Linked DNA regions of Muntiacus reevesi: region 2 is linked to region 1. The links are chromatin contacts, called in public Hi-C maps. All regions are on one chromosome and are shown on one strand. Each heading gives the region's core, a stretch centred on a gene start, on an enhancer-like site or on the middle of the called end of the contact. The rest is flanking DNA. Distances are from core to core; before and after follow the strand shown.

Region 1 (6,087 bases), core at 898-3,397:
AACTGCTATCCATATATCAATGACTCTCTAATGTCTGTCTCCCACATAAACCACTTTCCTGAGCAACAGTCCTACTGTCCAATAACTTACTAAGAACTACATATGAATGCCCCTCAGGCATCTTAGAATTCAAGATATCCCAAGCCAAATTCATTATTATTCCCCTAAAGCCTATTTTCTTCCTAGGAGACAACACCTATGGGAAAGAAAACATTATTGTTAAACCTAACAGACCGAGATTTAAATCCAGCCCTGGAAGCTTCAGACATATACGTAAGCCACTTGTGCTTTAATTTCTTCATATTTAACATGAGGATAATAGTATGTCCATTTTCTGGATTGTTATGAGAATTAAAGAATTCCATATTCTTCCAACCTATCCTGTATACTGAAGCCCAAGGATCTCCCCAAGACACATCTCTGATAATGCTACGATGGCTTAAATTTGCCCAGTATCCCCTTGCTTCCAGAGCCACATCTACCTTAACAGTTCGCTGAAGACTGACTCTGATCTGGCCCCTGTCTACCTCCAACTCACTCATTTGACTATTTGTGGATATCCCCAACTGCCCATAGTGTTTTGGATTCTGTATCTCTATCCACACTGCTTCCTTTGACTGAACGTCCTCACCCCTGTAATGTCTTTTCTTGGCATTCAGACAAACAACTACTCATCTTTCAAAACGCTGACCAAGCATCACCTACACTATGAAGTTAATCCTGACAGCCTTCTGCCATACCGCTGTTCACTCCCACCTCTATCTGACAGGTGATTTTCTATCCTGGCAAAGATGAATAACATATGGTTCCCAGTCTCAAAAAGCCTACAATCATCATTCAGCCAAAAATCTTGTCATATACCCTGGACTAGTAAGCTGACTTGAAGCTGAAATTATCAGGAATGAAAAGAGAATGAGTTGTAAGTAACTCAAATACCCAGCTCACTGGTTTTTCTCAGAAGCCTCTGAGACTCCCAAGGCATGAGCGGGTGTGTGTATGTGTGTGTGTGTGTGTGTGTGTGTGTGTGTCTGTGTCTGTGTCTGTGTGCGCGTGTGTGTATGCACAGTTCTATATGTGTTAACTACATATTAACTGATTTAATATTCATGAACTATGAGTTGGGTGCTATTATTACATTATTCCCATTTTAGAAGAGAGAAAACTAAAAGCCTAAAGAGACTAACTTGCCCAACATGACCCATCAAAAAATATCAGTATGAATAAAGTATGGACTTCAGTTAACTGTTTAAAATACAAATGACAAATTAAAATTATATACTCTCCAGTTCTAATGGAGGTGGATGAACCTATTATACAGAGCCTATTATACAGAGTGAAGTCAGAAAGAGAAAAAACAATATATGCAGATATATCGAATCTAGAAAGATGGTACTGATGAAATTATTTGCAGGACAGCAGTGGAGACACAGACATAGAGAACAGACTTATGGACAGCACTCCGGGGAGACCGGGAGGAAGGAGAGGGTGGGATGGAACGAGACAGTAATGTGGAAACATACATTACTTTATATAAAATAGATAGCCAATGGGAACTCAAATCTTGGCTCTGTAACAACCTAGAGGGGTGGGATGGGGAGGCAGGTGGGAGGGAGGTTCAAGAAGAAGGGGACATCGGTATACCTATGACTGATTCACGTTGATGTTTGGCAGAAACCGACACAATACTATAAAACAATTATCCTTCAATTAAAAATAAATTTTAAAAGTGATATACTCCTTATAAATAAGTCGTGGGATATATATTTATTGTGCCTATTAAAAGTCTGGCACACAGGGGGCTCTATTCTCAAAAACAGTTATTTTCGACATTAAAAAAAAAAAACAGATACAAAGAACAAAAAACTGTACCTCCTAAGAGCAATAAAGTCTTGGGGCAAGAGGAGGCTTTCAAATACAGTGGTGAGTTAATGATCGAAATTAAATGAGTGCCGAACGCAGCTCTGGAGCCTCGATCTCCATCCCACATGTCATTATCCACATCTCACCTTTCCTCCTCCTACGTGGGGGCGGTGGACTATCCAATGAAAGGGTGGTGCTACGTGGGCCTGCCGTGCGCGTGCGCAGCATCGGCTCGGGGGGATCATTCCCATCCATGCGCTCGAAAGCAACTTGTTCAGTCTGGTCACTGCCAGCGTCAGCGCTACATCCGCTGCCGTCGCGCCGCCATTTTGAAGACGGGAAGAGTACGGGCCTGGGACCGCTGGAGGCGGCTGTGGCGGCGGCGACCGGTACGGACTGTTTCCGCCCGTGTCAGCCCCTCCAGATTTGCCCATCTTTTGGCCACAGCGCTCGGTGTTGCCCCTATACTCACAGGGCCCCTGTCGCTGTCCGCGGTTGCCCTGTCACTCTTGTCGTTAAGATCATTTTCGCTTCCTCAATCTTCATCTTTACTGGACGCTTTGCTTACAGCTTGTTTAGAACCCTGATCGGTGTTAAAATACCTACTTGGAGCCTCAGGACTCCATCCTGGTGGACGGTCCCTCTTTCCTCACCCGGACCTAGTCGGAGTTGTCTTCTGCAGACACACCGGGTGGGCCGAGAGCTGCAAGGCCTCCTGTGGGCAGCGACTTGTGCCCTGTGGGGGGCAGGGGGCGAATTCCGCTCTCCTGGGGTCCGGGGACAGCTTGGACTTTGGTCCTGTCGCGGAAGAAGGGACACCCAGTAGGCGATGGTGGACATTACCCGAGTGATCTGTTGTTAGAGCTTAATCAGTCACCGGCCTGTTTTGTTTTGTCCTTTCCCAGGAATAACTTTACAAAAGGGAAGATAATTTTCGTCTGCCCTTTCCACCAGAAATGGCCAATGTGAGTAAATTAGTCTCTTAAGAAGCAGTACAGTAGTAAATTATTTTGGGCACTCGTTAAGAAATGGAGGGACGGGTTTAATTATAATGGCATTGATGGCATAATGTTTCTTGTACTTGGTGAATCAAAAATGTCAAGGGAAGCAAGGGGTGTGAAATTAGGTCAATATGCCTTGAAGGTAGTTTGAACACAAACATATTTCCCAATACTTTTATTTATTTATGCAATTCCTTTTGAGAAATAAATTCAGTGCCAGCATCCTTTCAGTAATTTTAAAAGGCATTATTTTTGTAAATACTTAGAATCTATTTTTAAGCCAGTTTCTGTTTCCTTAGGTAAACTGAAGATTTTGTAGCAGTTTTAGTATAGGAAGTAACCTTACAGTTATTACAAAATGAGAGCAAGAGAGATTATTCTTATAGACCAGAGGTATTTATTCACGGTAACTGTCCAGTGATAACTTAAACGCATCGTGCCATAGGGGTCATAAAACATACATGAAAACTATTATAGTAACAGTAGAAACAATTTTAAAAGTTACACAGAGGTACAATACAGATTCAAAGCTTTGTGGAGAGGGAAAAGTAGGGGTTTGGGTTCACTTAAACAGAGAAGCGTTTGAATTTTGAAAGATGGGTGAGATTATCTAAACCTCACCCAGAACAGGTATATTCAAAGACACCCCCTGGCCCCGCCCCCCTTCAAAAATCAAGAAGTCATTTCTGTCTTCCTCAATGTAAGATGTGTGAAAGAGATGAGTGGGAAATAAGGTTGGATTGAGGATTTGGGATCAAGTAACAAGAGTCTTGGGGCTTCCCAGGTGGCTCAGTGGTACAGAATCCACCTGCCAAGCAGGAAACTCAGGTTCCATCCCTGGGTCAGGAAGATCCCCTGGAGTAAGAAATGGCAACCCACTCAAGTATTCTTGCTTGGGAAATCCCATGGACAGTGGAGCCTGGTGGGCTACAGCCAGTGTGGTCACAAAGAGTCGGATGCGACTTAGCAACTAAACCACTAGCAAAGAGTTTTGAATGATAGACTTGGTAATTTGGACTTTAGTCTTTAAATTTTGGTGATTTAATTAGAGTTGTGTGTTAGGAAAATTAATATAGTAACAGTTAGCCAGGATAATATTCCTGTAGTTGAATATGATACATTAATAATCTAATGATGAGACTCTAGGGCCAGGGGAGGATGCTTAAATTTTCAGGTGGACAGAATGCTCTAGAGACAGGCCTTGCATTTTGGAGACATCTGGAGGAGGTTCAGTTTATCTGGATCTTGAAGAAAAAGTTGGAATTTATCCAGCCTAAGAGAAGGAAAAGGGTATTTTAGTGGAAGAAATCTTATGGCAGTATAAAAGACAGAAATATGGAAATGTGTAGGTATTTTTATGTGACTGAAAAGTGGAGTAAGAGAAGGGAAGATAAATTAGTAAGAAATTCTGTCAGAGAGGTAGACAAGACCAGTCAAAGAACAGACAGGTTGGATTTCAGAATACTCTATGAAAGGGAAGAAGAATGATTCCAAAGTATCAAATGGCTAGACTATTTCAGCCTCCTGGTAACTAGTTTCCATACCACCCCTCTAGTCCCACTCTTTTCTCTCCACTGCCCTTAGTTGTACATTCCTTAAGACATCCTTTATTTTTATCAGTTAACTCTCTTCCTCCCTGCCTACAGGTTAAAATTCTGATGTATTATCTTGTTGTAATAGGCCCTTTCCTATCTGTGTCACAAAGTATAAAGCCTTTTATAGTTGCTCATAAGTTAAATTTCAAGCCTGTTCTTTACTGCATTACTTTATATCCACCTTCAGTGAACCTGCCACTCTTTGAAAATGACCTCCATACCTTTCTTCCTGAAAGGCACTCATTGAAATGAGTACCTAAATTTCTGTTTCTTCACAACCCAGTATATCCTTCATGAAACTTTTCCTATGACCTCAAGGACGTCTTAATTGTTCGAATCTTTTAATAGAATTTCACAGATGATATGGTATTTGTTCTTAAGTGTTTTCCTCTAATCTAAGAATCAGCAGTGTTTTTAAATATAAAGGGCCAGGTAGCAAATATTTTAGGCTTTGTAGGCCAGAGTCTCTGAAATAACTCTGCAATTATGACATGAAAGCAGCCATAGACGATATATAAATGGGTGGGGCAGTGTTACAGTAGAACTGTATTCACCAGAACAGACAGAAGGCTACAGTCTGCTATAGTTTGCCAACCCCTGCATCAAAGTTATTCTGACTCTGCTATTTTGATTAAAGTTTATACATGAAAGATGTTCACACATTCATATGGTAACTGACCTGAGTCTAGGAAATGAACATAGGAGCAGAAAAGGTATCATAAAGATGTATGCTAAACTGGAGGAAAGTGGACATTGCCATGAAATCAAGAGAAAGATAGCATGGGAGATAATCAGCACAATCTGATAGCAGTAAAAGAAGAGTTAGAAAGTAAGTCGATTTTTTTTTTCCTAGGAGAGGTTTTGAAAGTTCTTTATTTTGAGAATAGAAGACTTGCTAGCTGTGCCACTTTTTTAGTGGTGCTGCTGAACGGAGCAACTTTTGAAAGTTCCTGTTCTTTCCGTATGGCACTCTTGATTCTGGCCTTGCTAGGAAAGCCATATATTTTTACCCAAATAACTTAGTACTTGTGTTGTTTTTTTTTTAATAATTGTGTTTATTTTTAAAATTATAAATATGTGTGATGCTCATGTGTTATTGGCAAGTGCTCAATAACAGTAGAATCAATGTTGGTTTTAAAAGATACATTGCAATGTGAGGATTTGCCCAAGATTGTCTGTGTTAGTATAACATTTATATCCAGAATAATTTTGGTTTTTGTGTCATTCTTAGGTACTCTGTAACAGAGCCAGACTGGTTTCCTATCTCCCAGGATTTTGCTCTTTAGTTAAAAGGGTTGTCAATCCCAGAGCCTTTTCAACCGCAGGATCTTCAGGTTCTGATGAGTCTCATGTGGCCACTGCACCTCCAGATATCTGTAAGTAAAACTTATTTTTGTTTTACTTACAATTGTTTCATAAGATTTGTTATGTTTCCTGTAATATTTCTTCTTGAAGTTTTACTGATCTTCTAAAGTTGAGTTTATCCCTTTGAAAGTAAAATCAGAGCTCTGCCTAAATATTTATGCCAGGAAATTACAATACTTAAAAAAAAAAAAAAAAAGAATGAATATTGATTTCTAAAATTTACTTTCTTGAACTTTACGTTTTTTTCTAATCTATATTCAAACACA
Region 2 (6,005 bases), core at 1,581-4,080, 1.7 Mb before region 1:
TATTCTGTATGTAAAAGCTATAAAATCTCAAACCTGTCAAAGGCAAACTCCTAACCCTACATTTACTTGTAACCTTGCATCTTCCTTGGTACCATTTCCTATTCCAAACTAATCTATCTTTAAGTCTCCTCATTGCTTCTAAAATCAGATATCCAAGAAATCCTCAACTATTTGCTATGCTTGACCAGGAAGAATGGTAAATGTTAGTAGTCATATATAAGAACAGACACTTCCTTGGAGCACCCAGTCTTTTAATTAATCAGACCAAACATCCAAAATACTAAACCCTGAGATACATGGGATATTAAGGCAATCGGTTCAGACAATCACAAATAGATGAAGTCTTACACATTCAAGACTATGCGAGCTAATACTGTATCTCCTAAATAGCAGCTAGCATACGCGTGATCAACTTTTGATCATCCTATCATTAACCACCCACAGGCTTCTAAATTATTCATCAAGCATTTTAGTTACAAACTCTATTTACAAACAATGCAACTTGATTCAAATTGCATGTAAATGATTTCCTACATGCTCTCAAATACCAAATAGATGATAACATGTCTTCATCACATCAAACAGTACTTGAATGTGGAAAATGACAAAGAAAAATGGGATAATACCATTAACATCGCTTACTTATTGATAAGTCTTGAACTACTACACAGTAAAGTTCCTGCTTATATCAAAAAGAAGAACTGAAGGCTCTAAGAATATTTAAGGTTAGGCAGTATCCCCAATGCCTCAAAATTTAGCCAAAAATAATGCTTAAGTGTGCAATGAATCTTGATAGACTACTTCCATTTAGAAGCACAAAAACAGGATCATAAAAATAAGAACTCAAAGGGACTTTGGAGATTTAGTTCAACTCTTCATTCCAAAAACAAGGAAATTAAGTTAGGTGTTTAGGAAAGCCACAGTATACTCAAATGAGGACAAGAATATACGTCCTCAGTTTGATGCTAAACTACACAACCTCCCTATAAACAAGCAAACAAGATAAGCATAACAACTGTTTTTTAACCAAGCAACAATGGCAGAAATAAGGGTGAGTGAAGATAAAAAAATGAATGTTACCCACACAGTAGATCAAAGACAAAACTACAAAATCATTTAGAAGCACTGTTCTATTAAGAGTCAAGTTTTGGATTCAAGTGGTCACAGCAACTAAATTTACACATGTTAAACCAATTTCTTCTGCAAAGTGGGGATTAAAAAGGAGCCTCAGCTTGACAGGGAGGATTAACAGAAAACAAGAAAATTAGACAGCACTTGATACATTGCAAGTCCTCAAATAGTACTATAATAACCCTGCTGTTATTTTATTTTAGAGTCAAAGTTTTTGAGTGAGTTAGCAAAATCTTTTTCCCCCCACAAAGTAAAAAACTATTTACTATTTACAACAAAGATACATACCTTTAAAACTTTAAATAGCTGAGGAAGTTTTTTCTCAATTTCTGTAATGATTTCTTTTCCATCTTCTCCAGTCATACGACTTAAAAGCAGAAAGAACATTTAAGTTTACGCAAATGGCTGACAGAGTGGGCTACAGTCCATGGGATCGCAGAGTTCGACACAATTTAGCGACTAAACAACTCAGCGCGAATAAACCTCAGAATAACTTGCGGATCCCCAGAGTACACGTTTTGACAGCTTCACTACCTCAAGAGGAAACAAGGAAACCTATCCCTAGTTACAAATTTACTGAAACTTACTAAACATGTATCGTTTTGTATCAATTTCCAAACAACCGACTGGTAAGTCAGAAAAATACAGTCTGCAGGGGAGAAAACAGTGTGAAGCACTTGCGGTTAAATAAAACTCGAGTTATTGCTCTATATTAAAAAACCAATTCTGGGATTTCCCACTGTCCCGAAATACAGGTGGCTTACACTGAAAAACCACTACTCTGGACAAATCCCTCCCAATCAAACTTTTCTTAATCCCCCTCTCACAAGACACACGTGCAGGCTTCCTCATTCCAGACAGACACCTTAAGGGCAGCACCACCTGCACCCGGGAAAGTCACCCAGCACGCACCACCCACCCCACCCCACCCCGCCTCACCAGCGACCCCGGCGTCCCCCCCGCCAGTTGCCGGGCTTCTTGAATACACAAACTCGCTCGTGCCGCACCCGGACGGTCTTCCCCCCATAACCCCTCAGGGCGCCCCACCCCCACCTGCCCCCAACAGGCCTCACCTGGTCAGGGTCAGGTAAGCGTCGGTCTGCTCTCCAAGGGAGGCGGAAGGGTCTTCCAAAGTCTCCAACAGCGGCGCCAGGGGGCTCTGGTCCGCGGCCGTCATGTCGGCCACCCTGAGGCCCGGACCGGAAGAGGAGACAATCCGGTGACCGATGGAAACAGACCCGGGCGGCCCGGCGTAAGTCCGGGCCCCAGACCCACGCTCCCGCCGCGGCCTCACAGCTCCCACCGCGTCCACACCGGGGCCCCTGGCGCACAAACCCAAGGGCCTAACCTCCTCCTGAGCGCCGCAACACGCACCCAGGCCCACGCCGCGCTCCGGTCCCGGCCCGCTCCCGCCACCACTTTCCCGGGCAGCTTTCAACAGGGGGAGGAGACCAGCGGGGGGCGGGAGAAGCCCGGGGAACGAGGCGTCTCGCCGCGAGGGGGCGGAGGTTGACCAGGCTGAGGGTTCCCCGCCGCTTAGCACTGAAACCCCAGCATTCACCCCGACGTACGAGGACAGGCCTGCGTCGTCTCCGCCGCTGCCCTGCAGCACCCGGACGCGGCCACAGCTCGACTTTCCCGGTTCGGGCTGTTTACTCACGCGTGCGGCCCGCTCGCTCCTCGACCAAGATGGCGGCGGGGGCAGGCCCCGTAGCGCGCGGGAGTAAAACAGGCCTAGCGGAGAGAGGCTCGAGCCAATCCAACAGGGGGTGGAGCGCCCAAATCATCGATCGCCTCCCTTCCCCGCCTGTTGCCCCGCCCTGACCCTCCGGTCACCTTGTGGGGGGCGGTGGGAGGGAGGTTGGGCCCAAATTTAACCTTCTAAGAGAGACTTGAAATTCAAAATGTAAGCGGATCGCCCAAGTTCACCAGACTAAATTTAGTGGATCTTCAAACTGCAAGTCCATTATTTGTTGAAGTATTAGCAACAAATCATTTAACAAGAGGAGTTAACTGTACTGTGATATTTAAGAGCAGCGTTTAGATTGGTCTAGATTCCAACCCTAGTTCCGCGTTACCTTGGCAAGTTAATCAACTTTTTTATGCCTCAACTTCCTCCTGTGTAAAATATGGATGATAATAGTACCGACTTCAGGTAAAAGCCAAGTAAGAAAACGCTGGAGAGGCCAGAGACTCTCAGGTTTTAAGTGTACATAACAATGGCCGGGAGCATATTCATGATTCAACTGCTTGCTTCTGCCCCCCACCCCCTCCCGCCTTAGATATTGTGATTCAGTCGATTTAGGATCTACATTCTTCTAATTGGCCTCAGGTGTTGAAGGTTGGGACTTGATTAACACTTAACACTTGGAGACTTAATACTTGGAGAACCTACTTATACCCTTAATGAAAGTCCTTGAAAGAAAGTTAAGTCGTTCAGTCGTATCCGACTCTTTGCGACCCCATGGACTGTAGCCTACCAAGCTCCTCAGTCCATGAAATTTTCCAGGCAAGAGTACTGGAGTGGGTTGCCATTTCCTTCTCCAGGGGATCTTCCCAATCCAGGGATCGAACCCAGGTCTCCCTCACTGCAGGCAGACGCTTTACCGTCTGAGCCACCAGGGAATGAAAGTTCCTACCCTTTTTATAGACCTCTGAGCACTTTCCGCTGCACGCAAAATTGTATCAACTTTAAAATAGGCATCTAAGGCCCAAGAGCAACTGGTCTTTCCACCCTGGCCTCATGGGTGCAGGCATCCGTCTGGAGCCTCTATTTACCCACACTGTACAACTATCAGTGTACTGAATTCAGGGCTGTAGTTTGCCCTGCGCTGTGTTAGCTGCACCAAGCAAAGCGTCTGCCAAACCAAGCGCTCAGAACGTGTTTCTCAAACAAAAAGATGAAGGAAAGGAGAGGAGACAGACAAGTCCTTGTGAGCCAAGCTGTGGAAATTAAAGATTTTAAGAAATAGTTTAAAGCTGTGTCCGGATGAAATGTAGAGACACTTTAGACATAATGGAGGAGAAAGCTTTTCAATGCAGTCTGATAGCAAATCCTTAAATATTTGGAGGGGAATTTGCTCATTTTCTGCATTTTGGCAAAACACAGATACTTAAAGGAAAGGTTATTAGACTGAATGAAATATATGGACAGGTTTGCATTATATTGCATTGAGATTTCAGTATTGTGGAGCTCTTGTGTTGGAAAGACAGAGAGGATCTTGAAATCCTGTTATTTTTTTTATGAAGGCTGTGAGATTAGTGGAAAACACATTAACTTTGTCTTGAGACAAGTATTCAGTACCTCCACCCAATGCTGGTGTGTCTTACTGGGCTTTTCTCTTCTTTCTAACACTTAGTACACTCTGATATTTCATTGTGTATTTTTTTATTGTCTGCTTCTCCCCACTAGAATATCAATGCCTTGTGTGTAGGGCCTTTGTTCTATTTTTTTCCTCTAATTCCTCATTTATAAAAAAGGTTGGGGTGGTCATCTTGCTCCTCTTTCAAGTGTGTACAATCATGCTCTTCCTGAAATGTTTTGTAATATTTTATCATTGTCACTCTCACACCGAGATCCTTTAGCAGTTCCCGTCAATCACAGGATGAATTTCAAAATTCTTGGTATAACATGCAAGCCTATTATTGGGTCCCTGCTTCACCTCCAGCCTGAGCCCCACTTCAGCCAGGTTCTAAACAATCTGCCAAAGTCTGTAAATTTTCTGTGCCTTTGAAGGTCTATGATGTTCTTTGTATTTAGAACATTAAGTCAATTTTTCAAATGTGATAAATGTCAACTAAAGTATACCTTTTAATGAAATCCTTCACTTACCTACTTTATCCCAATGGAGAATTAAATGTCACCATGCTAAGATAGCATGTAAAACTGTTAAAGTATCTTACATATGCCTGAAGTGGAAGAGTTGCAGGTTAGCCTGAGGGGCTTTGGTTCCAGCCATTATCTCAATCATTGCCCCCTCCCTGTTCTTTGGTATTTTCTCAGTCTGATATAAAGTATCAATACTAAGATATCGCAGAGTCTAGACAGATCTCATTCACCACATAGACCCTTCTCCAACATCTTTCCAACTAGATTGCTATACCCAAGCTTCTCTTTTATAGGAATTCTGAAGCAACCACCATGAACCGGCTCCCACTGAATTTTATACTACCTGACACCCAATGAATATTTTGAATTAGTTTATTAATTTGTCCATGTATTAACTCATCCATTCTTTATCTATTCATACAACTAATTTCTATCTTCTCTGCCTCTCCAAATCCCGTATCTCTGTTTCTCCTCAGAACATAAAAGTCTTGCACCCTCAATCCGGTATTCCTGCCCAATTTTCCCATTCTTTATTTAATCACGTATTTGCCAACAACAATCAAGGCTATGTCGTGTCTGTCAGTGACTTCTTTGTCATACTTGTCCCTGTGGTCCTAATGAATCTTCCTCCCTAATAATTCTTAGATCTGTCCACCTGTCCAAATAGAATTCCAGTTTATGACCTAAACATATTTCAGAATTATAATATTGCTTTTCTAAAAACTGTTTCTTACTGAGTGTCAGATGTTTTAATATATAACCTCATTTATTTCTCACAATGGTTCTAAGATGAAGTACTTTTCCTGAGTTTATAAATAAATAATGTGAAGCTCAAAGAGTAAAGAAGTTTAATGTAGTCAAGTATCAGTTCAGTTCAGTCGCTCAGTCGTGTCCGACTTTTTGCGACCCCATGAATCGCAGCACAGCAGGCCTCCCTGTCCATCACAAACTCCGGAGTTTAATCAAACTCATGCCCATCAGTCAGTGATGTCATTCAGCCATCTTATCCTCTGTCTTCCCTTTCTCCTCCTGCCCCCAATCCCTC

The links. Hi-C and Micro-C count contacts between places; a contact is called where the count stands out from the background.
Region 2: a Hi-C map of blood shows a contact between it and region 1, with 6 times the contacts expected there. The contact joins the promoter of RIF1 here to the promoter of MMADHC in region 1. A contact is called at or near these places in 2 of 3 Hi-C or Micro-C datasets (blood and muscle).

Annotation. Positions count from the first base shown.
Region 1 is chr3:225,002,478-225,008,564 of mMunRee1.1, reverse strand. It overlaps MMADHC (metabolism of cobalamin associated D), which reads left to right and starts at 2,147. Exons shown (of 8, transcript XM_065931516.1): 1 at 2,147-2,249; 2 at 2,766-2,825; 3 at 5,688-5,832. The coding sequence starts at 2,817.
Region 2 is chr3:226,659,272-226,665,276 of mMunRee1.1, reverse strand. It overlaps RIF1 (replication timing regulatory factor 1), which reads right to left and starts at 2,830. Exons shown (of 36, transcript XM_065931523.1): 1 at 2,792-2,830; 2 at 2,205-2,318; 3 at 1,420-1,498. The coding sequence starts at 2,308.